6 separate regions of the Mus musculus genome follow, and regions 1, 3, 4, 5 and 6 are each linked to region 2. A link is a contact called in public Hi-C, HiChIP or PLAC-seq and promoter capture Hi-C data. All regions are on one chromosome and are shown on one strand. The core of a region is the stretch at or near the end of the contact, and the rest is flanking DNA. Distances in the headings are between cores, read along the strand shown.

Region 1 (4,757 bases), core at 2,196-4,695, 1.7 Mb after region 2:
TCATAAGGTAAAATTGTCAAAGATTCAAAGTAATCTCTTGTATTTGATGATGTAATTGCACAATAAAACCAGAAATCACTTGAAAACAACTACAGAAACTAAGCAAATGTATGGAGTCAGAATTACACATTGTTGAATGTCCAGTGTGTCTTTGAAGAAATCATGGAGGACATCTAAAAGTTTCTTGAATCCCATAAAAATTAAACCACTACTTGTCAAAATACTTGGGATATGAAATTAGCTCTATGAGGAAAGTTTATAGCAATAATAAATAAAATAATAAAATAAAAAAGCTCTCAAGTAATATAGTCATGTACCTTAAAATCCTTGAAAATCAAGTGCAAGCAAAAACCCTAAAAGTGGTAGAGAGCAAAAAGAATAACAAAGATTAGGGCAGAAATTAATGATACATAGACAAATGTATTCTTTTGCACTATAAACAAATTTAACAACCCCTATTCATACTAACCAAATAAAAGAGAAAAGACCCAGATCAATACAATTAGAGATGAAAACAGGAGGTTACTACGGAGCTCAGAAATCAATCTAGAGGTTTCTCAGAAAATTGGAAACAGATATAGCAATCCTGGGCATATACCTAAAAGATGCCCCACCATGCCACAAGAGCATGTGTTCCGCTGTTTATAGCAGCCTTATTTCTGATAGCCAGAAGCTGGAAACAACCCAGATGTCCCACAACAGGAGAATGGATACAGAAAATGTGGTTCATTTACACAATGGAATACTATTAAGCTATTAAGAACATCCTGAGTTTTGCAGGCAAATGAATAGAACTAGAAAATATCATCCTGAGTAAGGTAACTCAGACCCAAAAGCACATGCATGGTATGTAGTCACTAATAAGTGGATATTAGCCCAAAAAGTACTACATACCAAGGATACAATCCACAGAACTCAAAAAGGTTAACAAGCTGAAGGGCCCAAGTGAGGATGCTTCAAACCCACTTGGGAGGAAAAAGAAAGCAATCATGGGAAGGAACTGGGTGGGAGAGGCGAGGAGGGGAAAAAGAATATGATCAGTACTGGAGGGAACAGAAATGAAGCCCTGAGGGTCAACAGAATGAAAGGAAACAGTCAACCTTGGGAGGTAGGAGGTGGGAGGACCCTTTGGAATGTACCAGAGACCTGGGAGATGATAGTCTCTCAGAACTCAAAGAGAGGGACCTTAGATGAAATACCCAACAATGAGGAAATGGAGAGATGAAGGGATGTTGTTGCCATCCCACAGTCAAAAGCTCTGACCCAGAATTATTACTATCTAAAAGAACTACAGAGATAAAGGTAGAAAGGAGGTCCAGTGACTGGCCCAAATTGGGATCCATCTCAAGGGGAGGCTCCAAGACCTGACACTATAACTGATGCTATGGTGTGCATAGCTGTCCTCTGAGAAGCCCAACCAGCAGCTGACCAAGACAGATGCAGATACTTACACCCAAACATTGCACTGAAGTCTGAAACTCCTGTGGTTGAATTAGAGAAAGGCTAGAAGAAGCTGAAGAGGAGGGCAACCCCATAGGAAAGCTATAGATATAGATATATAGGTACATTTTTAGAGTGCTTTGCAAGGGCCCCAGGGATAGGACAGAGAACATATGACACAGAGAAAAACAATCCTTAGCTTTAATTATGATGACAATCAAGCCATATCACCTCAAAGTATGATTAAAGGAGATCAGACTATGCCATAGGGAAACAGGCTACTTTGGTACAACAATTATTTTGATCTGAAAGATGCTGAGAACTATTCAAAGCAGGGAAAGCTCTTTGAAGAATTTCCCTTAAATTCGATAGTCGTTTGTGTGAGAATGCCCCCCCTAGGCTCATACATTTGAGCATATGATCTCCAGTTGGTGGTGCTGTTTCAGGAGCTTTAGAGGTGCAGCCTTCTTCGAGGAAGCATGTCTCTGGAGCTTTGCTTTAAGGGTTTGAAGACTGTCCCACTTCGTTTGCTCTCTGTACTTTGTGCTTATAGTTGAGATGAAAGATGTACCTCTGTTACCATGCCAGCAGCCTGCTGCCACCTGCTGCCATGCTGACCCCACCATTATGGATTCTTGTAAATTCTTTCTTTCTTCTATAAGGGGTCTTGGTCATGGTGTTTTATCACAGCCACAGAAAATTAATACAAATTCCTTATAATTTTAAACATCTCTAGTGTAGAAGAAATACACATTTAAACAGAGAGAGAGAGACAGAAACAGAGAGAGACAGAGACAGAGATTGTTGAGATTGTCATTAGTAAATGTATCAGGTCAAGAGCTTCTCCAAACAGAATTGTTGAACTTGAGGGTTGGTAATAGGCACCCTATCGCTGAGCTCACACCTTTATCCCCTGGAAAGATTTTCATCTGCACAAGGCAACCTTTAGTCACCATACATTTCCCCTCCTGCAGACTCCAACTTGCTCAAGAATGTCAAATATAATACATATTCCTTTCAGTAATTTAGGTGGTATATTTCAGCCTCAATTTTTGGCCATTTCGTTAAGGCTTTGACCCATGGCCCTGGTTAATCAGCCACTGTACTCCGAGCAATCCTCCTGCCTGAGGATCCTACATGCAGGAATCAGAAGCATGCTCCATCATGACCAGCTTGAGTCTCATATTTCTGTGGAACTTCTGTTTGCACAATGAATTGTTCTACTCAAGATAATGTCTATGTCAATTTGCTTTAGACCAGCTAATAAAAACCTAAAACAGAAAAATAATTCTTTCTCTCCCACGGCTTTTCATTCTTAACTTCCTTCGGTTGCATATATCAGGCAGAGAGAGACAGTCTCGCCAAGCAGCAGCCCAAACCTCACAGAATCGGGGGCGACTCTCCTGAGATTCTCTCTTGCACCTCATCACACCCCACCCACTCAGCGAGAAGCAGAGTAAACTACATGAATCCCTTGAAATATACTAAGCAAGAGAGAACAACGTTAAGTTTCTCTGCACACGCTCCTAAGGAAAGTAAGCTAAAGTTGTAGGTAGACTGTGACTGAAAAGCCCAACAGCTGACAGATCTCCCAAAAACGACTATATCTAGGCCTTCCAACCCAGGATGCTACTGCGCAGGTCAGACGCAGCGCCGCTGAGCCTGCTGGGTGTCGTAGTCCATGAAGGCTAGGACGAGGCACAGTTTCTGAGTGGGTGGCGGGTGAATTTTCTCACACTGGGGCAAGACTTTGTTTTCTCGATGTTTCTGGTGCGATCTTACTGTGGACTATAGGCACAGCATAGCATCCGGGTCACCAGGATTCTGGGTTACAGATGCACTACTTGCATTTAGTAGCTAATTACAGTTGTTTCCTTCCGGGTCCTTGCGGCGTTTCCTGAAGTCAGGGTCAGAGGAAGTCCCGCCCCCACTATAAGGGCGGGATTCCGGACGCGGACCTCTTAGTCTCCGCCCCGTCGTCCCCGCCCCTCACCTCTTCTGGGCGGGGCCTCCTCGGTTTCCCCCGCGCGGGGCGGGGCTCCGGGGAAGTGTGCGGCTTGCGGCCGCGCCCCTGGGCTCGTACCCGCGGATCCCGGGCTTCCGCGCCGAGAGCACGCGGGCCTGTCAATGGACCGCGCGGCCGTGGCGCGAGTGGGCGCGGTGGCGAGCGCCAGTGTGTGCGCGGTGGTAGCAGGCGTGGTGCTGGCCCAGTACATATTCACCTTGAAGAGAAAAACGGGCCGCAAGACCAAGATCATCGAAATGGTGAGTGCGGGAGCATCGGCTCGCGCGCGAGCAGCCCAAGTGGCGTGGGCCGGCCGCGGCCCTGCGAGGGCAGCCTGCACGCGTGCTGATGCTTGACAGCGTTTGTTTCAAAGAGTGGAGAGAATAGATGCTCGGAGATAACTACCTCTTGCTGCAAAACCCGTTTCTCCAGAGCTAATCTCCAGTTGGCAACCGCCTCCAAGACGTGCAGCTAATCCGATAGTCTCTTGTCCAGGAGTCGGTTGGTTGGTTGGTTGGTTGGTTGGTTTGTTTGTTTGTTTTACATCATCGGGGCTGCCTTGGCTTACGTTATGAAAAGAGCATTTTCAGTGTTTTTTTAGAAATGCCAATATTGAAACAGCTCGATTATTTGAATGTTCTTCCTTGTTTTATGTTCCAAGAAGTATTCATGTGTCAGTCCCCCAAAACTCTTTCCTAAATCCTAGAAATGTACTTTTAAGAGTTAATTGCAGTCTCGTTTAAATTGTTTGTCTCAAGAATTCCATTTGAGGTTTGTTTTAAGGCGATTTGTTGATCCCAGAATGTCTGTTTCATTTAGGGTTGTTTTGATGTTACTGTTGTTCCATCTGACTTGAGCATGCATGGTGAGTGTGACTTACTTACTGGAGTACAAGTGAGCATCCAGAACTAAAATATAAAGTTGAGAAACTATTTCTATTGAAACTAATATTTTAAGTGAATTCCTTTATTCCTGGGTTATTTTCTTTATATACCTCTGGTTGCAAACATTTTGTGTGAGAAGTTTTGCCTCCCTCCCTGTCTAGCGAATTTACATGGCTTTATTTTGTTCCATACTCAAATTTTATAATTTTCCATCAGTGGGAAAAAGCTGATTTCGCTGTCTTTCTCTATGTACTTAAACAGTGGGCTGATTTTTCCACGAAATCTTAAGGAAGAGTTTTACTTTCATTGTATAAAGTACTAAGGGACCAATAATGCCAAATATTTTTTGTTTGTACTGTACAAGTCAGTCTTTATATGCATTGTTTTAAACTATGCGTCAGACCCCCTAATAGTTTTTCAGTAGAAGA
Region 2 (4,684 bases), core at 483-2,982:
GAGTCTCTGGGAAAACAGGGAGACAGAGTGGATGGCCTGAGAAAGGACACCTGAGGCAGAGGGGAGAGAAGGGAGAGGATGAAGGGAAAGAATTGGAGGAGAAAGAGGAAGACAAAAACAAAAGAAGAGACAGATACACCCTGTGATCACTGATACAAGTTCATAGTCCTTTTCTTCTTAGACTGTCTACCTGGTAGCTGGAGTGTGAGCATGAGAGTGGCTATAATACACCCTTGCACACTAAAGTCCACTCCCTGTAATTATTCCAGGGCTATGAAGAGTTTAAGTCAAACTGATGGAATGATTCATGTAAAGTGAAATGTTTACTTCTTCTTTTAAAACAACAGTTGTCCCTTACTTCCTATGCCTTCTTTTCTCCATTATAATCATGATGAGCTATGAGCCAGGCCAGTTTCCTGAATAAAGACAGTTAGGGTCATAGGCCCTCTGGGAGTCTCACTCTTTCTTTGAAGGATGACTACCTGGAATGCCATCAGAGGGAAGTCACAAAACGTACTCTTTATCCTGCAGGATAACTTGAAGGATTTAGGACATGTTACTTTAATTTCTAGCCATTTCCCCCAGGCTCAATACAAATCAGACATCAACCCAGCTTCCACAGTGTCTCTGATCTCACCAAGACTGCATTCACCCTTCCTGAGAAAATGCACATACCACTGAGATTAATCATCACTGGGGCAGGAGAAATAATCTTGGTCAACCCCTATCCACTCATATCTATTTTAAATAACTGTTATACTACCACCTTTGAATGAATCCCTAAACACTTCAGTTTTCTTTATAAGTAAATGAATTATGAGCTCAAACTCCCTCAGGGACTTCCCAGCGAATGGGAAACGGCTGTAAGGCAAAGGAAAAAAGTAACGATAAAAGTTAAGACTCGACTCTCCACAGAAACCTTTTCAGTATTATTTTGGTAACTACTGTAATAAGCAGGTCAAATTTTAAAGTTAATTATTAAAACTCAATAGCTTGGTATGACAGTGCCCTGGAATAGTCCCAGTGCTGGAATGGCTGAGACATCAGAATTGTTTGAGCTCGAGGTCTTAGGCAGTCTGGGAGTCATAGAAAGACTCCTTCAGTCGAAAATTAATAAATAAACGAATAGATAAATAAATAAATGAAAGTAGAAAAACGGAAAAGAGTAATCAGAATGCATTTCATCCACGCGTGCAACTGACAAAGAACAAAATGTAAGGTCAAAGGCAAAACATAACGATAAAAATAAGATTCAACTCTCCACAGAAAGGTTAGAAAGGGAACCCAGAAAGTAACAATACACCTAAAATTGAGAAACTTTAGGCCCGGGGTTGGGGTAGGTGCTCTTCAGTCCCCTTGAAAACTTCTCCACTGTGGGGCTGACTGTCGTTCAGGCAGTTTAATCTATCCATTCAAGAAGTCTTATCCTTTCCAAACAGTTGGAGCAAACAGGTTTGGACTTTATCCTCCTGCTATCACCGCACCGCACAAGCTTCTGGAGAAATGACTGAACTGTCAGTCCTTGTTTCCTCCTCACTTTCACAACCCACACCACGCGGTCCCCCTCGCCCCCACGCCGAGCCCCACAGGGCCGCCACTCGCCCCCGCGGCGCCTAGCACACTCCCGGAGCTTCCCCGCACTCCGCTCACCTCGCGGTCCCTGGCGGAGCAGCAGCCGCGCCAGAACTCGCACACACTCAGACCTGCACACGCTCGCCCGCCAGGAGCGTCTGCCCGCCCCGCACAGGCGCCCGACCGCCGTGACGTCAGCTCGCGCCGCCCCGCAGCTCGCCGGCAGGAGAAGCCGGTCCCAGGAGCAGCTGGACACATGTGGGCGGGGGGCTTCCTGTGCTGCACAGGCTCCTGGACGGAGGGCGGAGAGCGGAGAGCAGAGAGCCCCGGGTCATGGCGGAGGCAAGGCGCTGACCTGCGATAAGAAGCCTCGGAAAGAAAATATACTCAGAGTACCTTCACCCTGTGAACCTGGAGGACCCACAAGATACCCAAGATGCAATTTAGGCAAATTACTATTATAACTGTGGCAGGCTGGGCTTTGTGTGGACTCTCCCGGGATTTACGGAGATGGGGTGGATGGCCTTTTGATGAGAGGAAGAGAGCTGCTCCTAAAATGATCTGATTCCCTACTTGTTTGGGAACTTTACCAGGCAGCTGCCCAAAATGGAAGGGTCCTATGCTAGAAGTTGGGGACTTCACTTAGGTGGCTGTACAGAATGCCATAGGGAAAAAAGACACTGGAAGACACCAAATTCATCTCATGAGGGTAAAACCTCCTAAATCCAGGTAATCCCGAGAAACACAGCTATGGCTACAGTCTTAGGGTTTCTATTGCTTTGATGAAACACCATGACCAAAAGCAACTTGGGGAGAAAAGGGTTTGTTCTGCTTACACTTACACACCATGGTCAATCATCACATCTCTCCACCTCCCCCTTCAATTATTTTAAATTTTTAATCGAGAAAAATAAATGCATGATCAACTTCTACTCGGGTCATGTTACAAGAAAAAAGTACTGATCATGAGTTTCTCTCCTTAGGAAATCAACAGCTACAATGACTGGCTACATTTTTTTGTCACTGGGATAAAGGTCCCTTTTTCATGTCTTGGTCTTGTTAATAAAAGATTCAATGATTGACACCATGGTCAATCATTGAAAGCAGTGAAGGCAAGAGCTCAAACAGGGCAAGAATCTGGAGGCAGGATCTGACGCAGAGGCCATGGTGGAGTGCTGCTTACTGGCTGTATCATGGCTTGCAAAGTTTATTAGTTTGTTTTATAGAACCTAGGACCACCAGCCCAGGAAAGTCTCCCACCTGCAATGGGCTGGGCCCACCCCATTCATCACTAATGAAGAAAATGCCTTAAGGGCTTGCCTATAGCCAGATATTAAGGACACCTTTTTTCCAATTGAAAGCCCCTCTTCTCAGATGACTCTAGCTTGTGGCAAGTTTAATAACAAGATAGTCCAGGCACTTGACCCTTTGTGAGCCAGACACATCAACACAACACTATTTAACAATAACTTTTCTTTTTTTAACATTCCCAAGATCTTAATAAACATGACAATATAAAACATAAAAGTCAAGTAGTCTTTACAAATCAAGCAATTTAAAAGTTCATTCATTCTCTTGGTTTTTTTTTTCGTTGTTGTTTTTTTTTTTTAATCTAAAGTTTCTTCAAGTGTGTGTGCTCCTATAAAATCAAAACAAGTTCAACCCTTTCTTATTCCAAGAAGAAAATATCAGGCACAGTCACAGTCAGATCAGAGCAAAATCAAAGTCCAATGGTGTAAATCTCAGTGCCAGGCTTCTGAGACTCATGTGAGATGCATGTCACAGAAAGTCCTCTGTGCTTGTCCAAAGGGCTGCCATCCTACACATAGCTTGTCTTGTAGGCTGTACACTATAGGGCTGCTGCTGTCCTTCACAGTCATTCCATGGTACTGGTGTTTCCAAAACATTGGGGGCTTCTGCTACAACTGGACTGTACTTTCACCCCTGGCTTCTCCTGGGCTCTATTCTAGGACTCCAGCCAAGCAACAAGTGCCAAGCCACAGCCTCCTTCCTTGAGCCCTTCATGCCTTGAAACCATACCACCTGGTGACTACCAGGATCTGCTACCAGCACTGGGGGAAAACTGACTATCTCTGGAGCATAGCTTCTGTATTCCAGTGTGCTGAAACACTTCCCAGTAGGTCTCACCTCAACGGGGCTGGTCTCAATTTCAGCTAATTTCTCAAACCCAACTAACGGACATCAATTGTCTTGGTAAAGCAAAGGTTCGACTCAGTGTTTCTGGTATCTTGTTAACTGTAGCTATTTCTTCAGCCCCACCCAGATGACCAGCACCACAGATTCTTAATTCAAAGCAGCAAATGGCCCCTGTTGTAACCCCCAAATTACTGATACTAGAGACTTCAGTGTTGTACAGTTTGCTTCTGCCTTCCTCCCCAGAGGTTCCCATCCTCCCCTACCCCTCCCCCCCACTTCCCACAGCAACACAATATTCAGACCGCTGGTTTCTGTGCTGCCTGCTGCGTGTTCCTGCAGCAGTCCAGGGCTTCCCCGCCCCCCTCCCCTAGCTCAAGACATTCTCCCTACCTCTGTGTCTCCAGAAACCAATACCCAATACTCCTGCTGATAATTCTCCAGGTGCCTGTCCTTGACACCTTAGAGAAGCTAAGGGAGACCATGGAAAAAGTAAAAGGTAAACTCAAGTCAGGTCACAGACAGTTACAACTGGCCATAAAATTAGTCCTTGAACAGACACGCATTAACCCCCCTTCGCTTCAGTACTATTCCACCCTTTACTCCCATTTTCTGTAAATATTTACACTATTTCTAACTATACTCTATAATAAACCCAATGTTTTCTGGACTGGGGTTGCTTGCCAGCATTCACGCAGTGACTGCTAGGTGGGCGAACGGGGTTTGAACTTGAAACTGTAATATCTAAAATAAATTCTAGACTACCAAGTACCTTCCCCCTTCAAAAGGACTTTCCGAAGTGTACTAGCAGGCCAAGTACAGAGTCAAATAAAAAAGCTGGCTGACTAAGCAAATATAGAAACATAGTTTTAACGGTCAAAATCAAGATTAACAATTCCCCTGCCCCACACCTCACACTAAAAACCACAAGGATAGACAAAATGAGAGTCACCTTATA
Region 3 (4,438 bases), core at 1,237-3,736, 1.9 Mb after region 2:
TGTAACTAAGTATTCATGCATGACCAAAAAAAATGAGCAGAGCATGACAGCAGATAAATCTTTGTTTTAAGATAGGATCTTTCTGCTGGGCGTGGTGGCGCACGCCTTTAGTCCCAGCACTCGGGAGGCAGGGGCAGGCGGATTTCTGAGTTCGAGGTCAGCCTGGTCTACAAAGTGAGTTCCAGGACAGCCAGGGCAATACAGAGAAACCCTGTCTCGAGAAACCAAAACCAAAAAAAAAAAAAAAAAAAAAAAAAGATAGGATCTCTCTATTGTATACCCCTTATTGTCCTAGAACTCAGTCTGTGGACCAGGCTGGCCTTGAACTCAAAGATCTACCTTCTGTACTTATTAGGCAAGCACTCTACCACTGAGCTACCTACATTCCCCAGCCTAGGATTAGGTTCTTAGTGCTTTGTTACTTCAATACCCTAAGTAGGTATAATTTTAAAAAGATCAATGATTAATCAAGCTACTTTAGGCATCAATTGGGGAAAAACTCAACTAGGACTTGTTTGCTTCACTGTAATTATACATTATCTGACAAAAGAAATTAAGAAGGGCAAATTAGGAAGCTTTGGATTTGCTGGTCTTAAGAGTAACCTAATACAGGCCTCCTGCTTCTGGCACAGAACTTAGTTTACAAAAGCAGACACTTGTACCTGCATGCTGAAACCAAAAGGCAAAGGCAAAAAAATGAGATAGCATGCAGGCTGCTCTTGTATCTTTGTTTTTAAACAGTCTCTGTTCTCTAATCTTTATGCAACACTATATACTGTTTCCCTTATTGAAAGCTATACTATTAATAAAACCAGTAAGAGAGGCAGAAACATAATAATCTTGACTTTCAAATGACAGCAAGAATCCGAAGACTACCCTATCTCCTATCAACTCTGATGTTTTCCAGTTTCCTTCCCAGAGCTCCCTCCATTCAGTGTAGTTCTGAATCAAGCTTCCACGATGACTATACTACCACACACAAGAACACCCATGGCACAGGATGCAAAGTTACAACTTCTGACTGACTCCGGGGCTGTTTTTCATAACAGTATAATCTCAGCAATCTTTTTTTTTTTTTAGTATGATTTTTGTCATTTTGTTACTTTACTCCTAGCTTATAAAGCAACTAGTTAGTTCAAAGGCTGTAATCAGGAAGTACTAAAAAAACTTCTTAATATCATACACAATAGTGTTACTCTCTCTTTAGTGTTATTCCATATCTTTCTGAGGATAAGCGAATATAACATCTTAAAATAATAGTCTATTTTTTTGAGGCAGGGTCTAAGTACCCTGTCTAATTTAAGATAATTCTCTTGCCCCAAGCCTCCCATTTGCTGGATGTATGCCATGTGCCACCACACCTAGATTGAAGGTAACAGTCGACACACACCTGTACACTGACACACACACTCGCAGCTATCACTTCTCCACTCCCTTCACTACTTTTGTTATCTTCTAACTAACTGAACTTCTGTAAATAAATCTAATGTTACATTCTCTGTGAAAGAAAAGAAACCAAGTGCTTCGTTTTCTGCTAGAAGCAATCCGTTTTTTTCAACACCTTAAGTATTCAATATATATATTCACTAGCACATTATGACATCATTGGCTTCCAGTGTTTGTTTAGGCTAAACAAACCTATTCTATTTTGCTCCTTTGCCTTCAACACAAAGCAAACGCTCGGTTCAGACGGTAGGGTGAAGAGTCATTTAAGAAGCTGGCTCCATTTGCACTATCTGTTTGACAAATTACATTTTTACTTACTGCAAGCGATTTGGAGGGCTAACCTAACCAAAAGAATAGCTCTGGGCCGGATCAAATCTGAAATGGCACAAAGAGAAGGGGGCGGGGCCGGTCGCTAACCCCAAACTACAGATTCCAAGGCTCGCAAGAGATAAACAAAGGAAGCCGAGCGGAGCTTACAAGTGCGTCAGTCTACTTGAGCATTCGTGTGGAAACCCACAGCTCGTAACGTGCCGGCGTCCAAACACCGAGTTTTCCTCAAGAGCTCCTTTATGGGTAGACACCCAGCAGGTTGGTGGAGACTGACAGGGAACACAAGGCTCGCCCGTCATTCTTCCGCTAAACCCGAACCCCCGCGGCTCGTCGCGCAGTCCCCGGAGGCACACCGCGAGGAAGGCCGCGGGGCGCCGAGAAGGCGCGGGCCGGTCCTCACCTGGCAGCCCTTCTTGTGGTGAAAGCCGACCACCACGATGTGCAGGACAGGCCCGCAGGGGGCGCCGTCACTCTCACGCCCAGACTTCTCCATGGACGCTCGCCGGAGGCCCCCGCCGCGACTCCAAACGCCGAGGCCCGGCCGCACGACCCAGAGCGGCAGCCTTCGGATGTCAGCCTGAGCGCCGCATACGCGCTGCGCCACGAGCTCCGGGGCCGCCGACCAGCTCCCTCACCTCCGCGGAGCCCCACCGGGCCTCCACCTCTCTGCTTCATCCGCTTCCGCAGCTTCCGGGCTGTCACCTGACGCTACAGCCGCCTCCGGCAGCGCGGGGCGGTACCCTGAGGCCCCTGTCCCGGCTGGGTCTGAGGCGGCATGGGCGGAGCCTGATCAGGGGGCGGGTCTAAAGGAAAAGGAGGCGGAGAGGGGAGGGGCTGTATAACAGGAGAGGCGGGGCCTGCTCGAGAGCTGGCCTGAAGGAAGAGGACCCCCAGCTGAAGGCGCGGCCTACACGACCGGTGGGGCGGGGCGGAGCTGGACGGGGCGGGGCAGGGCAAGGTAGGGCAGACAGACACAGACCCTGTGCAGTGGTGAAGTGGTGTGCACAGGGGGTTGATTTGGCTGACTCTTAAACCTGCTCCTTTCTCCCTACGATCTTTGTCAAATCACTTCCTTCTAAAATCTATTTTTCCTTCATGAAATATCGTTACTCCTCCTTTTTACCAGTTTTACTTATTTATAAACGTATTTCCTCTTCACTCTTTAAATCTTCCGTGGGATCTCTCAGTCTTGATTTTTAAATGTTTAGCAAGAAGACATATTCATGAGGTTTGGTATCTCATGTATTCAACGTTGAAGTTAAGTTTCTTGCTTACTCAAAATTTTTTTTACTTTCACTCTAGAATTTTTTTTTTTTTTTTTTTTTTTTTTTGGTTTTTTGAGACAGGGTTTCTCTTGTAGCCCTGGCTGTCCTGGAACTCACTCTGTAGACCAGGCTAGCCTCGAACTCAGAAATCCGCCTGCCTCTGCCTCCCGAGTGCTGGGATTAAAGGCGTGCGCCACCACGCCCGGCTAGATTTTTTTTTCATTTAATTTTTATACGTACAGTTTCTTTTATGCAAGTGTGTAATGCCACAACTTGAGGGGCTGAAGTAAGAGGTTTGCAAATTTCAAGCCAACTGTGGGTTACATAGTGTTAGAAATGTGCTCACAGGGCTGGAGAGATGGCTCAGCGGTTAAGAATACCGACTGCTCTTCCAGAGGTCCTGAGTTAAATTCCCACCAGCCAACCACATGGTATGTAATGGATCATCTGTAATGGGATCTGATGCTCTCTTCTGGTGTGTCTGAAGACAGCTACAGAGGACTCATATAAATAAAATAAATCGAGAGAGAGAGAGAAATGTGTTCACAAAGTAAAATGACCCCGTAAAGCTTTATAACTTTAAAATTAGTCGAGGCTTGGAAGTACACACCTTTAACCTAAGTACTCCAGAGGCAGGCAGATGTCTGAGTTTGAGGCCAGCCTAGCCTACAGAGCAAGTTCCAGGACAGCCAGGGCTACACAGAATCCCTGTCTCGAAAAATGACGACAACAACAAGGACAATAAATGATGATGATGATGATGATGATGATGATGATGATGATGATGATGATAAGGGTCATAGTCCAAAAAAACCGCAGGAACAAGCACACCTGTTCAGGATGGCCAGGTGGTGGTGGTAATGGTGGTTGTTGGCTTTTCCATTTTAGCTGAGGTCCTAACTCATGCTGATTTAGGATGTGGCTGGAAAAGATCAACCAGTACAGAATAGGCAGTGTTTAAACTGAGTACATCTGGATAAACTAATGAAGGACCTGAGACGGGGAGAGGAGATAAAGAAGGCATATGGTTATTAAAACTGTAAGAAAAGACAAACTTTTCACATTGGAGAGTGTGATGGCTATTCCTGGCTACATCTGGAATGAACTACAATCCAGAAATGATAGGCACATCTGTGATCGAGTTTTTGAGGCTGGAAGACATAGGCTTCTGACCTGGATCTTGACATGGGATGACATACACTTTTGATCCAGATCTTAAGGCATGGTGGCTATGAAAAGCTTAGGCCCAGGCAAGGTAGTACACACCTGAAAACCCAACAGATTGGGGCAAGCAGATCTCTGAGTTCAAGGCCAACCTGGGACAGAACAAGTTCCAAATCCGGGTGTGGTGGTACACACTTTAATCTGAGCTATACTTTCTGCTGGAGGCTTGCATA
Region 4 (4,727 bases), core at 1,052-3,551, 1.1 Mb after region 2:
GCTGCCCTTCAGAACCGGCTCCCCAAGCGAAGACCTTTCCTTTGTGGCAGACAGCCACAGAGTGTTCCTTCCCACAGCTCACCAGGTCAACATGCAGATCATTCAGTGCCTGAATTGGTTCTTTGGGAACAGAAACAAATTTTAAAGAGAGAGAGAGAGAGAGAGAGAGAGAGAGAGAGAGAGAGAGAGAGAGAGAGAGAGAGAGAGAGAGAGGAGGGAAGGAAGGAAGGAAAGAAGAAAGAAAGAAAGAAAGAAAGAAAGAAAGAAAGAAAGAAAGAAAGAAAGAAAGAAAGAAAGAAAGGGAGAGAGAGAAAAAGAAAGAAAGAAAGGGAGAGAGAGAAAAAGAAAGAAAGAAAGAAAGAAAGAAAGAAAGAAAGAAAGAAAGAAAGAAAGAAAAAAAGAAAGGAAAAAGAAAAAGAAAGAGAAAAGAAAATGAAAAACCTTCCATAAGATTATAAATGTCTGGAGTTTAAGACAGGAATTGCCTCTGAAAAGGGAGGAGGGGAGTTACCCAGATTCTTTGTGTCCCTCAGTGTTGGTTAAATCAATTCTAAAGTTCTTACTAAACATCATGAAGAAGTAAACCCAATATGTTTATACATGTGTGGAAAGACAGCAGTTTTTATGGACTACCTGGACACAACTTGGCAGGCAAAGTCGGAGCACCTTGAGTTCCTATCTGAGCAAACTGAAACCTAGCTCAAAATAAGATTCACAGCCCACGGAAACGAAACTGAAAGGTGCCCATTCGTGTCTGGCAAGGGCTTTATCATTATTTCTTAGATGGTTCCCCACAATTTATTATCCAACCTCTTTTCTTTTGTTAAGTACACAAGTTCCTGGATCTAAGCACCTCTTTTACTTTCTGTGAATTCCTATATACACAAAAATTACTCTCTAGGTAAAAGACTAATAAAATCCCATGCTGTTTTTTGCCTATTCATTTTTTTCAAGTTAAATTTGTAGCTTCCAGAAACTGAATCCAAAGGGACAGAGGAATAGTTTTCGTGTTCTACACAGTTCTTCAAATTATTCTACACACATAATCAAATATAGTCAATGGGAATGTAAAATAGTCCAGTGGTAGAGTGCTTGCTTAGCATATAAAGTGGCAAAAATAGATAATTAAAACCAGAAAAACAAACTAGAACTTTAGTTAGTTTGAAGTTACTTAGAAGTGAATCAATATCATATATAAAATCCCCTAGTGGATTAATGTTTTGGTAAAACCACAACTTCTTGTTTAGATACAATTACAATAACTCATAATGACAAAATTCCTATAAAAATTAAATACATAAGCAGAAGATAAAACGAGGAGCTGCAATGGTCTTAGAGTTGCTTTTGGTGTAATTATAGGTGACTTTTTAAATTTTAAATATTTTATTATTTTTACGTGTGTGTGTGTGTGTGTGTGTGTGTGTGTGTGTGTGTGCGCGCGCGCGCTTGCGCTTGCGCATCACTGTGTGCATATATGTGTGTGCTGGTACCCATAGAGGCATAGGATCCTCTGGAACTGTAATTATAGGTAGTTGTAAACTGCCGCATAAGTGTCAGGAGCTGAACTCTTAACCACCGAGCCATCTCTCAAGACCCTACAGGTGGCTTCTTTAGTACTTTCCTACATCAGCTTTAATGCCGAAAAATGCTATTATACTTTTTTAAAAAAACAAAAAACAAAAACAAAACCTTAGGAGAGAAGATGCCCCAAGTTATTGCTAAGCTTTTCGGTTTGGAAATCAGATTCCCCCCACCCCACCCCCTCCAGAAAGTTCTCTCAGGCTTAGCTTGGTAAGGAGGAGGGACTTTCTTTCTATCCAGAGGAAAGCTTGCTTTTTTGCTTTCAGTTTCTCAATGAAGAGGAATTGGAAACCGAAACAAATACAAACTCCAGAGCTCTAGGAGTTGACCAGTTGATGCAAGCTGCTTAAAACAGGGTTCCAGCTTCTGATATCCCTGGTCCAGCCACCCGGTATCCCTGGTCCCCTGGTCCCCTGGTCCCCTGGACCCGAGGCCCCCACATACTGTCCTGAGCACCTGCTCAGGAGCTTGGAAGTCACCTGGCCTTTCGGTACTCTGGTCTCTCCTCTGGCCCAGCTGTCCCCAGCTGTTGTCCCCGCAGGAATACACCCTGTGGTTGCTGAACAGTAGGAGCGAGTGGTGTTCCCCGCTGGCTGCCTGCAAGAGTTCAATGCCGCTGGTTCCCGCCTTCAGGCGCCGAGGCTTCCGGCTTCCTGCAGCCCAGCTGAAATACATCCCTGCGGTGCACAGCCACCCGCGGCTCTGGTATGTCAGATGGGCTCCCAAAAGCAAGTGACCTAGCTTCCCTAACTCCTCCCAAGGGCACTGCCCAGTCCCTTACGTCATAGTTCTTTCCAGTAAGTGCCTGCTTGTCCCACACCACTAACATCTTTCTCACAGGCATTTCTAGGGTCATTTTGAAACCTGGCTGCTTGAATTTTCAGTACTGAGTATCTGAGAAGACAGGGAAGAAGAAAGTATCTCCATCATGAGTAAGCCACTTGTGAGTCCTGATGCTCTGGACAAATTTCTAGGTCTGTGAAATATTTATTAAGTGACAATATCCACAAGTTGTAGCAATTTCAGTGGCAACCAGTTCCCAGGGAATCTGCTTTCCTTGGCAATTCTAGCTGGGGTTCTTTTATTCCAGTCTTGATTATTAATTTTCAGATCACACATTAAGCACCACATGGTAAACCTATATGTATAATAAATAGATTATGGAGTATGTTCAGGGGGTTACAGAACTTTTTTGAGAATTTCAAAGAGGCCTAGAAAGCCAAAGCTGGGAAGCCTGTAAGGATGTAATTAATAATGAACCCTAACTGAGCTGCAATGGAGAAGCTGCTGTCCAACTGAATCCAACTGCAGAGTAAGGGCAGGGGCCAGATATGTAAAGAAATGAAAACCTTCACATCAAAGCTACACAAGCCAACAGAAAAAAAGTGAACACTCTTTTGCAGGTTTGCTGAGCTCTGAAGGAATTTAAGGGAGACATCTTTAGAGCTGTGTGTTCCAAGGTGACTCTGGCTCTCTCTGGCTCTCTCTCTCTCTCTCTCTCTCTCTCTCTCTCTCTCTCTCTCTCTCTCTCTCTCTCTCTCTCTCTCTCCCTCCCTCCCTCCCTCCCTCCCTCCCTCCCTTTCTCCCTCCCTCCCTCCCCACCTTTGAAAACAAACACAGCACTGAAAGGGTTGTGGGTCACTGTGTTTATTCCCATCTGCTGCAGGTTGAAGCCTCTCTAATGATGGCTGAATAAGGCACTGCCATATGAGCCTAGCAGACTATTATTGAGTCATTTTATTGTTACCCTTTTGTTTTTCTTAGACCAGTAGTATTTGGTTTTGTCCTAGGTTCTGGTTCTTGGTCACCTGAGCAGTGTCAGGTATGGGTTCCTTCCATCTCATGGTGTAGGCCTTAAGTCAAATCTGAAATCAGTTGGTTACTCCACGTGGTTTGTGCCACCATTGCCCTAGCATATTTTCCAAGCAGGACAAATTGTAGATCAAGGGTTTTATGGTTGGATTGGTTTACTTTTCTCTTTTAGCAACCTGCAGAGTCCCTTTGCCTGTCATAGACATTAGAACATGGGACTCCACATTCAGTGCATTGTGTGAGTATTGACTTCAGCAATGAAAACTTGCTGTTGGTTTGTTGAGAGACACCTATTTTCTTGGCAACAGCCTGAAGTATTTGAGGATTTCATAGCGACCCTTTCAACCAATAACTCAACTGGATAAAACTTAATCCCAGACTGAAATTTTCCACTGGGACAGACATGGCCAGTTGGGGTTCCATCTCCCTCATTATTTAGAGACTTCAATAGGACCACCTTCATTATTTTAGGAAGTTTCCACTACATCAGGTTTCCATATTCTTCAAATGAGTTTCAATACTAGCTGTTCCTCCTCTCATTGCCTCTCTAAATTCCATTTCCTCTCTTCTTTCCCACCAGAACCTCCCATTCTCATGCCTTCCTCTCCTCTACCAGTAAAATCCATTTCTATTTCTCCATCCCAGAAAAAAATCCATGTGTCTTCCTAGTCCCTTCCTCTATGCCTAACCTCTCTGGGTTAAAAAGATACACGAATATACAGAATACCAAGTAGACAACAAAATCAGAAAAGAAATTCCTCATAGTATTCTTTAACATGCAGCCATTCAGTTTGATCAGCACCATTTTTTGAAGATTCTATTTTCTAGTTTGTATTTCTAGCTTCTTTCTCAAAAATCACATGTCTATAAGTATGTGGACTTATTTCTGGGTGTTCAGTTCTATTCTATTAATCAACATGCCTGCTTTTATGCCAATGGTATACTACTTGTCTTGCTATAGCTTTGTAGTATAACTTGAGAGCCCCAAAAGTTCTTCAATTGTGCAGGATTGTTTTCGCTAGCATCGATTGTGTGTGTGTCTGTGTTTCAATATGAAGTAGAAAATTGTCCTTTCAAGCTCTTTGAAGAATTGTGCTGGAATTTTAATAGAGATTGCATCGAATCTGTAGATTGCCTTTGGTAGGATGGCCATTTTTACTATGTCAATTCTACTGATCCATGAGCATGAAGACATCCATTGTCTGATGTCTTCTTCAATTTCCTTCTTCAAAGACTTGAAGTTCTCTCATACAAGTCTTCCACTTGTTTGGTTAGTCTTACCCCAAAATACTTTATATTATTTGAGGCTATTGTGATGGATACTATTTCCTGAA
Region 5 (4,985 bases), core at 1,345-3,844, 1.8 Mb after region 2:
CAATAGACTAGCATTACACCTGGCTCCCTTCTTAGTGGTAAACACGGCCTGGTCCGTGCCATCTTTTGATGTATACATTCCTTTTGTATTGTGTCACTGTAACTTAGTGGATGTGTTCGCCTGGTTTCTTGTTACTCTTCTGTATAAAAAGTTTGATGCTCGATTTGACAAATTACACTCAGAGTCTTCACACTCTCTTGTGTCGCTTCTGTTTGTCACTCACAGACTCTATGCCCATCTGTCCGAGACTCTGATTTGCACGGATTAAGGAGGGCCCACTGAGCCCGGTCTGTGGCATAGATGTTTTGCTTGCATGCATATCTGTGTACCACGTGAAGAATATTTAAATACAGTATAATTTGGGAGAGAAGTTTTTTTGGTATAATACAATCCTGGTGTCATCTCAGATCAAGATAGAATAGAGGTCAACAGGCTACCTCCCCTAATGATGGGTCTATTAATTAGGAGCTAAAGATAAAAGGTTTAGGGGTGAAGAGTCTGGAATAATTATTCTGAGGGATTTAGGTGAATTCTACCTCTACAGAGAGCAAAAGGTTACCACATGTTAACAACACCCACTCTCAGGTTTTTGGATAGGATGCAAGTATTTTACTTCCTCCATTGTGGAAATACCCTGTATGTTTAACATTCCTGGTTTCCCTGGTGCTTATTTGAAATATAAGGACTTTTGTGGCCCCCAACAATGTGGATGCTGTGAATTGAACCCAGGTCCTCTGGAATTTAGTGGTCTTAACTTTAGAATCATGTCTCTAGCCCCACATTTTGGAGATTTTTTTTATTACAGATTCATAAAAAGTATAAAAAATATGAGCCCATGATGGCTCAGCAGGCAAAGAAGCCTGCTCTCCAAGCCTGGCAACCTTGAGTGCCATCTCTGGAAGCCACACAAGGGTGGAAGGAAATCTGCAAAGTGGTCCTCTGACTGCCACACAAGTGTGGTGGCATGAACACTGACCTCTCAAGAATCACATAGACACACACACTCACATACACGCACACACACATACTCACACACACACACACACACACACACACACACACACACACACATAGCATAAAAAGTAACAAAAGTAGAATGTTCTTTGAAAACCCCTCTAGTGACTTCCCATCTTAGATAACTATAGTATATTATCAAAACTATGAAGCTGGTATTAGCAAAAGCAATTAAATAGACTAAAAACCTTATTTGGACTACATCATCTTTTATATAAACGCTACTTTCTTTTTTCTTTTTTTTTCTTTTGTTTTGGTTTTTTTTTTTTTTTTTTTGGCAGGGACTCACTTACTGGCTGGCTTATAACAAGTAACTTGCTATTTAGACCAGGCTGTCCTTGAATTTATAGAAATCTGCCTACCTAACTCTGGCATACTGAGATTACAGGCCTATGCCACTATGCCCAGATTAAACTTTGTAAACTTTATCGTTATTGGGTCGTGACCTAGGAATTCCATATTCACGCAGTCAAGATGAAGAGCAGTCCCATTAACTACAAAGAAGTTCCTTGTGCTATGTGCTAGGTGTTCACAACGACGTCGGTCAACTAGATTTTCTTTGTATTATTTCAGGGAAGCAAAATTAGAGTGGATAGATACATTGTATACCAGCACGGTTAACTATATTTTCTTTGTATTATTACAAGACAGCAAAATGGAGTGGATAGATACATTGTATTTGAGAGCAGACAAGATTTTCTTTGTATCCTTACAGGGAAGCAAGATAGATGCATTGCATTGTAATGCTCTGTAATGCATTCTGAGGGCCTGTTAACCCCCTCTACCAAACCAGCACTTTTAAATAGTCTGGTGTCGTTCATGTGCTCCTGTTAAAATTTGAACTCACTATTTAGCGAAGGACAGCCGGGAATTCCTGATATCCTTTCTCTAGCCTCCTGCCATCTGGGATTAGAGGTGTCTGTCTCTTTGCCTAATGCTTTATATGTGGCCATTCTTATTTTCAAAACTGGACTTGTTCTAACAGTTGAAGTTAGGAAGTAGGCAATTCTGAACGTTTTTTGTTTCGTTTTCGTTACATGTATCTTTAGGCAAATCTATAACATTTTTGCTTGCCAACAAGTCTCGCAGACCACAGGCACTTGCTACTTCAAGGCTTTGCTTTGAAATCTGGGGCATGGAGGGTGTCTGCTGCATTGCAGTAAAAACTGGCTGGAGGCATCATTTGTGGAGACCGTCCTCTGCACCCATTCGCTTCCAAACTGCGGGTTATCTCGATGGTGCCAATACTTCCAAGGCCTTAGCAAGCGGAACTTCTGAAAGCGATGGAGGCTGGAACTAAGGAAAGCAGCCCATATAGCAAACGGTCCAATGTCCTCCTCCCCTAACTTCAGCTTCCCGGGGTGCAGTGCTGGCCCCCACTCTGGCCCAGCCTGCAAATGTCTGTATCTCGGGTGGACACCTCAAACACGAACAACTGCGGCTGCACAGAAGTCCAAGTGCCGCTGAATAGAACTTTGGGAACTGATTTTTCTAGGCCATCCCTGAGGATGGGTGGCCGGCGCGACCCCGCTCTGCTACGCGCACGCGCCTTAGCAGCCCGGGAAGCCCGGACCCAGACGCCAGCGTCACCTCGCGCCGCCTCCGCCCTTCCTGCTTTCCGTTTCCTTCCCGCGCCTGCGCGGCTCCGATTGTTTTGGCTTTCCGGTGGGGCAGAGGAAAAGGGCGCGGTGAGCCAGATGAAGGCGGGGTCCAGCCGCGGGCACCCGGGAGCCCGCAGAGCCGCTGCTGGAGCGGGCGCGGGCACTGGCGCGGGCGGCAGGCCGTGACGGCCCAGCCCAGGAGGCGCGAGGAAGCGGAAGCGGGGGCGGAAGCGAGCGGCCCGGATCCCCGCAGCGCCACGCCCCCGCCGTGCGTGCGGCCGCGTGAGTGCAGCCCGGCGGAGCGGCGCGGTGAGCTGGGCGACCGGGGACGAGGTGAGCCCGGCCGGGCGCGAGGCTGGCGGGCGGCCTTTGTGGCCCGGGGCGGCGGCGGCGGCTTTCAAACTGGGGCGCTTCCGCCGAGCGCGCGGTGTTTCCGGCGCGGCCTTGCGCGAGCTGCGGGGCTCGGGGCGGCGTCCTTTCTGAGGGAGAGCTGTTTTGCCCGGCTCGTGTCGCGGCCGCCGGAGAAGGGCGACCGCGTCCTTGCCCTTTTTTTTTTTTTTTTAAAAAAAAAAAAAGTATTATTATAATTCTTTTTCTTGGCACATCGGCAGTAACCAAGAGTTAGCCAGGTTAGCCGGGGTCCTGTTGTCCTCGGCCTGCTTGTGCTCTGCTGTGGGAAGGGGAAGCTGCACTTTGAAACCTGTTTGCTTTAGACGGAAATCATGGGTTGGAACTGGACGCTAAGTCGGCCGACTGGGCGCTGCTGTCGTGTGCTCTCCCCCACTTCCCGCCCCGCCAAGCGCCTGGCCTAGTAGCTCTTAAGATTCCTTTTTTTTATAGCTACCTAAAGGAAAAGGGATGCGTATTCTCCGGGCTGTAGATCTCTAGAATTTCTTTGGTGGCCTCTCTTTAAGTTAAGCAAGGAATTAAGATAGTAAACTTGAAAGACTTTGCTTTGTGAACAGCTATATCAGCTTTGTGAAAACGAGGGGGGAAAAAAAAGACAGTGCTGGTCACGTGTTGTTTATACATGAATCTGTAAGTCTGGCTCACTGAGCAGACACTGAGGAACGGCCCTATCAGCGGTGTGCTCTGACTGAAATTATATTTTCTTCCTGTGAGTTAATACAGTTTATTTTAGTTTCTTCATTTCTTTGGAGTTGTGAATTCTTCCCCAGATTTGAGTAATATAGACCAGATCTTTTGCAGGTGAGAATGACTTCGTCTAGTCAGACTGTGGATGAAGCTTTTATTTGTAATCTAAGATCCATTTGAAAAGCCAAGTCAGTTGTTTTTCCCAGCCTCTGTGATGTGAAACGTTGCTGTTCGTTTCGTCTGTCTGATAAGGTTATGCCTTTCTGCTTTGCTCTTTTGTTGGTTTAACGCTTTTCTAGGTTCCTTTAGATCAGGGCCAGAAATCTTAAGAGAGGGTATATAATTCTTGGCAACTACGGCTTTTCCGTTGAGCATTCTTTGTATGTAATCCGTGTGTTTCCACACTTATTTCCTCTCTTCAGATAAGTACTGTAATTATTCTCTATTTTATTTCCATAAGTACAGTGCTGTAAAATATGCTAACTTTACAAATACTGTAAGGAGGTGACAGAAATAATAGGAGTCGTAGTAGTTATTAGTGAGGCCACAGTAGAGTTTTCTTTATTAGATAGCAGAAATAGTTAGCATTTCTTAAGTTTCTATGCCTTGAGTGATTTAGATGTTTAAGTTCCTAGAAACCTGATTTGTCTCTTGAGGTAGACTGTGTTAATAGTGTAACGCAGGCTTGCCTTAAAGTCCTGCTTCAGCCTGGGGTTTGCAAACTACTACTAGCATGCCGTGCCCTATTGACTGCAGTCTTGAAAGCCAAAAGATACCTGGTTTTCCATAGATTTGCATGCTATTTAGAAAATAGTTGACAACCACCCACCCACCCCTTCCCTGCAGCATTCCTAAGACAGTTGGGGCTGAGAAAATGGTGGGTTTTGCTGTCCTGAAATGTGTCTTGTTATACATAGGTCTTGCCCTGTATTGCAGAGTTTGAATAAAACAGATACTTATGTAACTTGGAGCGTTGATTGGCAGGCTGGTTCAAGCACTTAGGTGTATGAAGGGTATTCTTGATGCTTTGGCAGGATTTGAGTTCTTAGATCATTTTATGGGAAGGAGAGATTGTCATGGGAGATTGGAAACAATGTACTGGGACCATCTTTATTTACGCCACTCATATAAATGACAGTAGTGACTTGTGCCTTTCATTGCAAGCAGGGGCTTCCAAGAACTTTACCTCTGTGGTTTACTTATTTTTGTAGCACTGGGGATGCTAAGCAAGCCCCCTACTTTTATTACTGAGCTATAGTCCCAGCCAGCCCTTGG
Region 6 (5,009 bases), core at 451-2,950, 1.8 Mb after region 2:
GGGAGTTACTTTTGAGATTCTGGGCCTCAAAAACTTAGACTTAAGTCCCATTTGATTCAACAGTTCCAGTCCTGGGTATATAGCCAAAAGAAATGAAATATTTTTAAAAATCAACCTTATAATCTATATTTTCAGAGGTTTTTTGCATATTTTTTATGGAGAGTGTGCCATGACATTCATGTGGAGATTAGAGTACAATTTGTGGGAGTCATTTTTCTCCTTTGGCGATGAGAGTACCAGGGACTGACTAGATGATCAAGCTTGTCAGCGAGTGCCTTAACCACAGAGCCATCTCATGAGCCCTATACATTCTAGGAGAACTACATAGCAGGGGAATACCTCAATTAAGGTGGGTTGGTATAAAAACTACAACTGAAACAATGGTATGACTAGGACTGAGGATATAGCTCAAAAATACAGAGCTTGCCTAGAATGTACAGTCCTGGGTTCAATCTCCCTGTGCACCCCCCAAAATAATTACCACTAAGGAGGACTAACCATATCTAAGCCTTTGCTTTGTGCCACATAGTACTGACAACCTTAAATGTTTTTACATACTCATGTGTGGCTGCTTATATTGTACATAATAAGCCCATTCAGGCACAACAGTTCCCTGTCTAATGGAGTGCTTCACCACAAGGACACAGCCCAGGGTTAGAAACAGCAGCCTGAAGAAAGGGGCAAGGCTGAAATGAGCTGAAAACTTAAGTTACATGAGCAAGCCCAGGCCATCTCTCCCACAGTTTTTGTAAAGCCAGAAGGGGAGGGCACAGGAGTTGCACACAGGCACAGCATTTGAATTCCCACAGCCTGAATCCAATATTTGCACAGGTCTCACTGGTCTTGGTTACTTAATTGGTAAAAAAAAAAAAAAAAAAAAAAAAAAAAAAAAAAAGTTTCTTCTTGTAACTCCCCAAAGATTTAAATGAGCTCGTGCATATATATATATATACCGTTGCCTAACACCTCAACAGTTCAGTACAGTGACTGCAATTATGGGACACCTACCTCCTCCTCCCACTAGTCAATGCTAAGGTTGGGTTGTCTAGACAATCCAGGGATGAAACCCAGAGACCAGTCAAGACGGACCACCAAGAAGGCGGGCGAGCATCACCCACTCTTGGAGGTCTCGCTGAGTGGCCATTTTACATGTCTGAAAAACGTGTTCCGCTGTGCGGGGCAGAGAGGAAAAGAGGAATTGTCCTGTCCGCAATCTTAAGGTCCCAACTATGGCTGAAGGCTCAGCACACCTCCAAACGCATGGGGAGGGCGGCGGAGGGGGTGGGGGCGGGCTGGTGGAGGTCCTTGGGGAGTGTGGGGGCACGGGGTACCTGGAGTCGAACTTCTGGCCGTCGAGGAAAGTCCCCACGTAGTGGTAGCGCACGAAGTCGCCACTGTGCACCGTGCGCGGACACTCATCAGGCACGAAGCTCTGCTGGATCTGAAGTTCCGAGCTCACAGCCAGGCCCAACACCGGGGCTGCCTGCCCGGTCACCCAGAGCAGCAGCAGGAGCAGCGACCGGCGCCGCCAGCCCCGGGCCCCTAATGCCATCGCGCGGCCTGGACTCCGGGGAGGCGAGGGGCAAGGCTGGGCGCGCCGCGGCGATGCAAACGTGGAAAGGTCTCCCGGCTAGCCCCGGGCCGCAGCGCCCGCCCCCCGCCGCCCGCGTCCGCCCCGTGCCGGGCCGAGGGGAGGAGCCGCGCCCAGCCCGAGGGGCGTCCACCGGCCTGGGAATTCCTCTGCCTTCCCCGCCTCCAGAAGCCGGGAGAGGATCGCTCTGACTGCCAGGCCCCGCGCCTGAGCACTGCGGATCCCAAGAGACGATATGGAGACTCCTACGTGGCAGCGGATCCAGTTTCCCCTTGCTGCTCTGGGAAAGGAAGGAAACTTAAGAGTCTTTTTTAAAAACTTAGTTACTGGGGGTGTACATACACAATAAACAGGCTGGAACTTCCCTCAGAATGTTTTTGAGTTGCTGTGAACTAATGTGGTCAGTGAATTAAGTTCCTAACACGTGACAGCTTGGCCAGCGCTCCAGATCCCACAAGCGACCCCTAGTTAAATGAATCCTCGATTTATTAAAGCTTTGGAGTATTAAAAGTAAATCAACAGAGCTTTCTCAATTTGTTTTGGGAAGCTACCAAATAATCCAGATACCAAAATCTACTAAAGACACCCACAAACGAGAAAAATAAGCAGTTGGCACCAAACAAGTTCTTTTTTTTTTTTTTTTTTTTTTTAGCAAAGATGCTAAATAAAACTTGAGCAAATGGAACACAACAGCTACCTGAGTGAGCTGGTTAACAAAGTATCAGAGACATCTGCAAAGTGAAGAGAAAACAAGATACTTTAAAAATTAGTATAGAGCCTATGATTAGAATCCAACGATCTAATAAGAAGCTATAGGTGGCCCTCAAAAAAAGGTTAGTGATCAGTTTTCCTACTTGGAAAAAAACAAAAACAAAAAACCTTGGAGTGTCCTAAGTTACAGAACAAGAGAGAGAGGAAAAAAGAAATCCGTGCTAACGTCACTTCAAGTTAAATCATCAAAGGAAAAGAAGAGAACAAAAAGGCGCTCCACGTTGCTTCCCTGGACCTTGAAAATCAATACCGCAATCTACTTTTAGAATCAAGCAACCTGAGAATCAATCAAAACCTTTCTTTACTCTCAGCTCCTAACTGCCGGGCCACCTTTCCAGGGCTCCCTTCCAGCTTTTCCCCAATAGTTTCAAGGCTGAATTTAAGTCTTCGTCCATTTTGAGTTGACCTTTGTATACAAGAGATGTGGTTCTAGTTTATCTAGCCTATGCATATTCAGTTCCCCAGCACCATTCATAGAAGACAAGGTCCTTTATCCAGTGGCCGTTCTTGCTGCCTTGTGGAAAAACCAGATGGTTGAGTATATGTGTGTGAGCTGTGGATTGAACTTTTGTCTTACAAATTCTTGATAAGTTACGTTAGCACGGGTTTCTTTTTTTCCTCTATCCTACGCAGAGCAAAGCCTTCTCAGAGTCTCAAGTAGGAAGGAGGACCTGGACTTAATACCCAGTAGCCATGTGGTAGCTCACAGCTGTCTGTAACTCCAGTTCCAGGGGAGCTGAGGTCTTTTTCTGTCTTCTGTGGGCATTGCAGATCCGGTACACAGATACAGTGGCAGGCAAAACATGCATACACCTAAAGGAAATATAAATAAAGATTATTTTTTTCAAAAGAAACACTTCAGGACATTGGTCTAAATGATGATTTTGATAAGACTCCAAAAGCATGGCAAAGAAAAGGAAAAGACACATAGGGTTATATTAAATCTAGAGTTGGCATTTAAACAAGCAACAGAAACAACAGAGGTCCCAGCCTCCAGAAGGGAGGATGCACTTGTATCCTGTGCAACCCATGAAGGATTCACTTTTAAGATATAAGAATCGTCACCTCCCCCAAAATCAACACTAAATATTCCAATTAAAGAATAGCCAAGGGGCCCGTAAAGTAGTTCAGTCCGTGACAACATCAATCTGCCTTACATGTGTGCAAGGCCCTGGATCCAAATCCCAGCTCACACTAAAAATCAGTAAATGCATAAATATGTGAGTAAGCAAATAGACATTTCTCGATAGGATAAATGAATGTGTTCATGTGTGTGTATTTTTTCCAAGGTTTTTATTTATGCTCAACAACACTAATTAAAGAAATACAAATCAAAACCATAATGAAGAGGCTGAAGGCAAGGCTCGGTGGTTAAGAGCACTTGCTGCTCTTCCAGAGGTCGCTGGATCCGTTCCCACCACCTACAAGGGAGCTCACAACCAACTGTAACTTCCATTCCAGAGGATCTGATACCATCTTATGGCCTCTGCAGGCACTATGCACACATATGGTGCACAGATATACATGCAGACCAAACAACCCTACACATAATTGTTTTCAATAAATAAAAATTGTAAAACCCTATACTAAGGTATCAGTTCAACTCAGTTAGGATGGCTGTCATCAAAAAGCCAAAAGCATGCTGTGAGGATATGGAGAGAAAAGCTTCCCACATTCTTAATAAAACTATAAATTATCATTGCTATTTTGGGAAATAGATTATTCAAAATCTAGAAGTAGAGTTAACATCTGAGGTGGGCCTGGTAGCACAAGCCTGTAATCAAGCTACCTCTGAGCCTGAAGCAGTCAGATTGGAAGCCCAGGGCCTGCTTGCGCTGCAGAATGAATCCAAGTCAGGGAACCTAGCAAGACGCTGTCTCATAACAATGAGTGAGAAAGAAGCTGAGAATATGGCTCAGTGTTTCAGCACTTGATCCAATATCCAGGACTACAGAAAGAAGAACAGGAAGTGCAGGGACTATCATGTGATCCAGTTATTCCATACTAAGTATATACCCCGAGGACCTGAAATCCCAGTCTCAGCGAGACACCTGCAGTAGCAAGTTTACTGCAACATGCTTTAGAAGGGTGAAATGAATCATCTGCAGAAACAAGGATGGGTCTTGGAAGCATTATATTAAGAAAATCAAGTCAGAGAAGACTAGATATCACGTGTGTTGACATGCAGTAATTAAAGAGTTCTTCTCAAAGTAAAAAATGTAGAAAATATATACAAAATCAGTCCAGGCCTAACCTGTCTTTTGATCCAATGCCCAGCAGAAAGAGAAAGAGACAGAAGAAGAAACAGAGGAGGAAGAGAAGAGGGAAGGGTATGGAAGAGGAAAGGATTGGAAAAGGGATATTCAGGTGTTGGGGGATGGTTTTATGCACTGGGTAGTCAGATGCTGATTTCTATGCCCTGATATCTGGTTGAAGTCTAGAAGATTTCATAGTCAACCATCACCAGTTTCTAGGCCTCTATGTTATGTAAAAGTTGTTTTCCATTTCCTGATTGGTTAATAAACTGACTTCCATTTCCATTAACTAATTGGTTAATAAAAGAGCTAATCAGTCTACTATCTGAGCAGAAGAGAATAGGGTGGACCTTCCTATCTCAGTCAGAGGGTCTCCAAGAGATGAAAGAGAA

Evidence for each region. Promoter capture Hi-C pulls out the DNA fragments that hold promoters and counts their contacts. Hi-C and Micro-C count contacts between places; a contact is called where the count stands out from the background. HiChIP or PLAC-seq counts read pairs in DNA pulled down with a chosen protein or histone mark.
Region 1: a promoter capture Hi-C map of liver shows a contact between it and region 2, with 4 times the contacts expected there. The contact joins the promoter of Nt5c3 here to the promoter of Abcg2 in region 2. A contact is called at or near these places in 2 of 39 promoter capture datasets (cranial neural crest and liver), 2 of 484 Hi-C or Micro-C datasets (both in the G1E-ER4 cell line), 3 of 115 datasets of contacts at active chromatin or transcription factors (astrocytes, embryonic stem cells and extraembryonic endoderm stem cells) and 1 of 9 other capture datasets (liver).
Region 3: a promoter capture Hi-C map of liver shows a contact between it and region 2, with 4 times the contacts expected there. The contact joins the promoter of Avl9 here to the promoter of Abcg2 in region 2. A contact is called at or near these places in 3 of 39 promoter capture datasets (embryonic stem cells, hippocampal neurons and liver) and 1 of 484 Hi-C or Micro-C datasets (the G1E-ER4 cell line).
Region 4: a Hi-C map of LSK cells shows a contact between it and region 2, with 4 times the contacts expected there. The contact joins the promoter of Herc6 here to the promoter of Abcg2 in region 2. A contact is called at or near these places in 3 of 39 promoter capture datasets (the 3T3-L1 cell line and liver) and 1 of 484 Hi-C or Micro-C datasets (LSK cells).
Region 5: an H3K27ac HiChIP or PLAC-seq map of epiblast stem cells shows a contact between it and region 2, with 9 times the contacts expected there. The contact joins the promoter of Kbtbd2 here to the promoter of Abcg2 in region 2. A contact is called at or near these places in 2 of 484 Hi-C or Micro-C datasets (both in the G1E-ER4 cell line), 4 of 115 datasets of contacts at active chromatin or transcription factors (embryonic stem cells, epiblast stem cells, extraembryonic endoderm stem cells and 1 more) and 1 of 9 other capture datasets (adipose tissue).
Region 6: a contact with region 2 is called in an H3K4me3 HiChIP or PLAC-seq map of stem cell-derived neural progenitor cells, with 6 times the contacts expected there. The contact joins the promoter of Fkbp9 here to the promoter of Abcg2 in region 2. A contact is called at or near these places in 4 of 39 promoter capture datasets (cranial neural crest, hippocampal neurons, pre-B cells and 1 more), 1 of 484 Hi-C or Micro-C datasets (nephron progenitors) and 8 of 115 datasets of contacts at active chromatin or transcription factors (embryonic stem cells, extraembryonic endoderm stem cells and stem cell-derived neural progenitor cells).

Annotation. Positions count from the first base shown.
Region 1 is chr6:56,922,620-56,927,376 of GRCm38.p6, reverse strand. Nt5c3 (5'-nucleotidase, cytosolic III) reads left to right here and starts at 3,445. Exons shown (of 9, transcript NM_026004.3): 1 at 3,445-3,705. The coding sequence starts at 3,568. It also overlaps a transcript of Vmn1r4 not described here.
Region 2 is chr6:58,637,594-58,642,277 of GRCm38.p6, reverse strand. It overlaps Abcg2 (ATP binding cassette subfamily G member 2 (Junior blood group)), which reads right to left and starts at 1,732. Exons shown (of 16, transcript NM_001381927.1): 1 at 1,651-1,732.
Region 3 is chr6:56,712,953-56,717,390 of GRCm38.p6, reverse strand. Avl9 (AVL9 cell migration associated) reads right to left here and starts at 2,486. Exons shown (of 16, transcript NM_030235.1): 1 at 2,177-2,486. The coding sequence starts at 2,269.
Region 4 is chr6:57,578,566-57,583,292 of GRCm38.p6, reverse strand. Herc6 (hect domain and RLD 6) reads right to left here and starts at 2,301. Exons shown (of 23, transcript NM_025992.2): 1 at 2,061-2,301; 2 at 1-120. The coding sequence starts at 2,256.
Region 5 is chr6:56,795,422-56,800,406 of GRCm38.p6, reverse strand. It overlaps Kbtbd2 (kelch repeat and BTB (POZ) domain containing 2), which reads left to right and starts at 2,594. Exons shown (of 4, transcript NM_001362210.1): 1 at 2,594-2,948. It overlaps Gm10209 (oleosin-B6), which reads right to left. Exons shown (of 2, transcript XM_030255710.1): 2 at 1,981-3,160. The coding sequence ends at 2,363.
Region 6 is chr6:56,828,750-56,833,758 of GRCm38.p6, reverse strand. It overlaps Fkbp9 (FK506 binding protein 9), which reads right to left and starts at 1,700. Exons shown (of 10, transcript NM_012056.2): 1 at 1,332-1,700. The coding sequence starts at 1,552.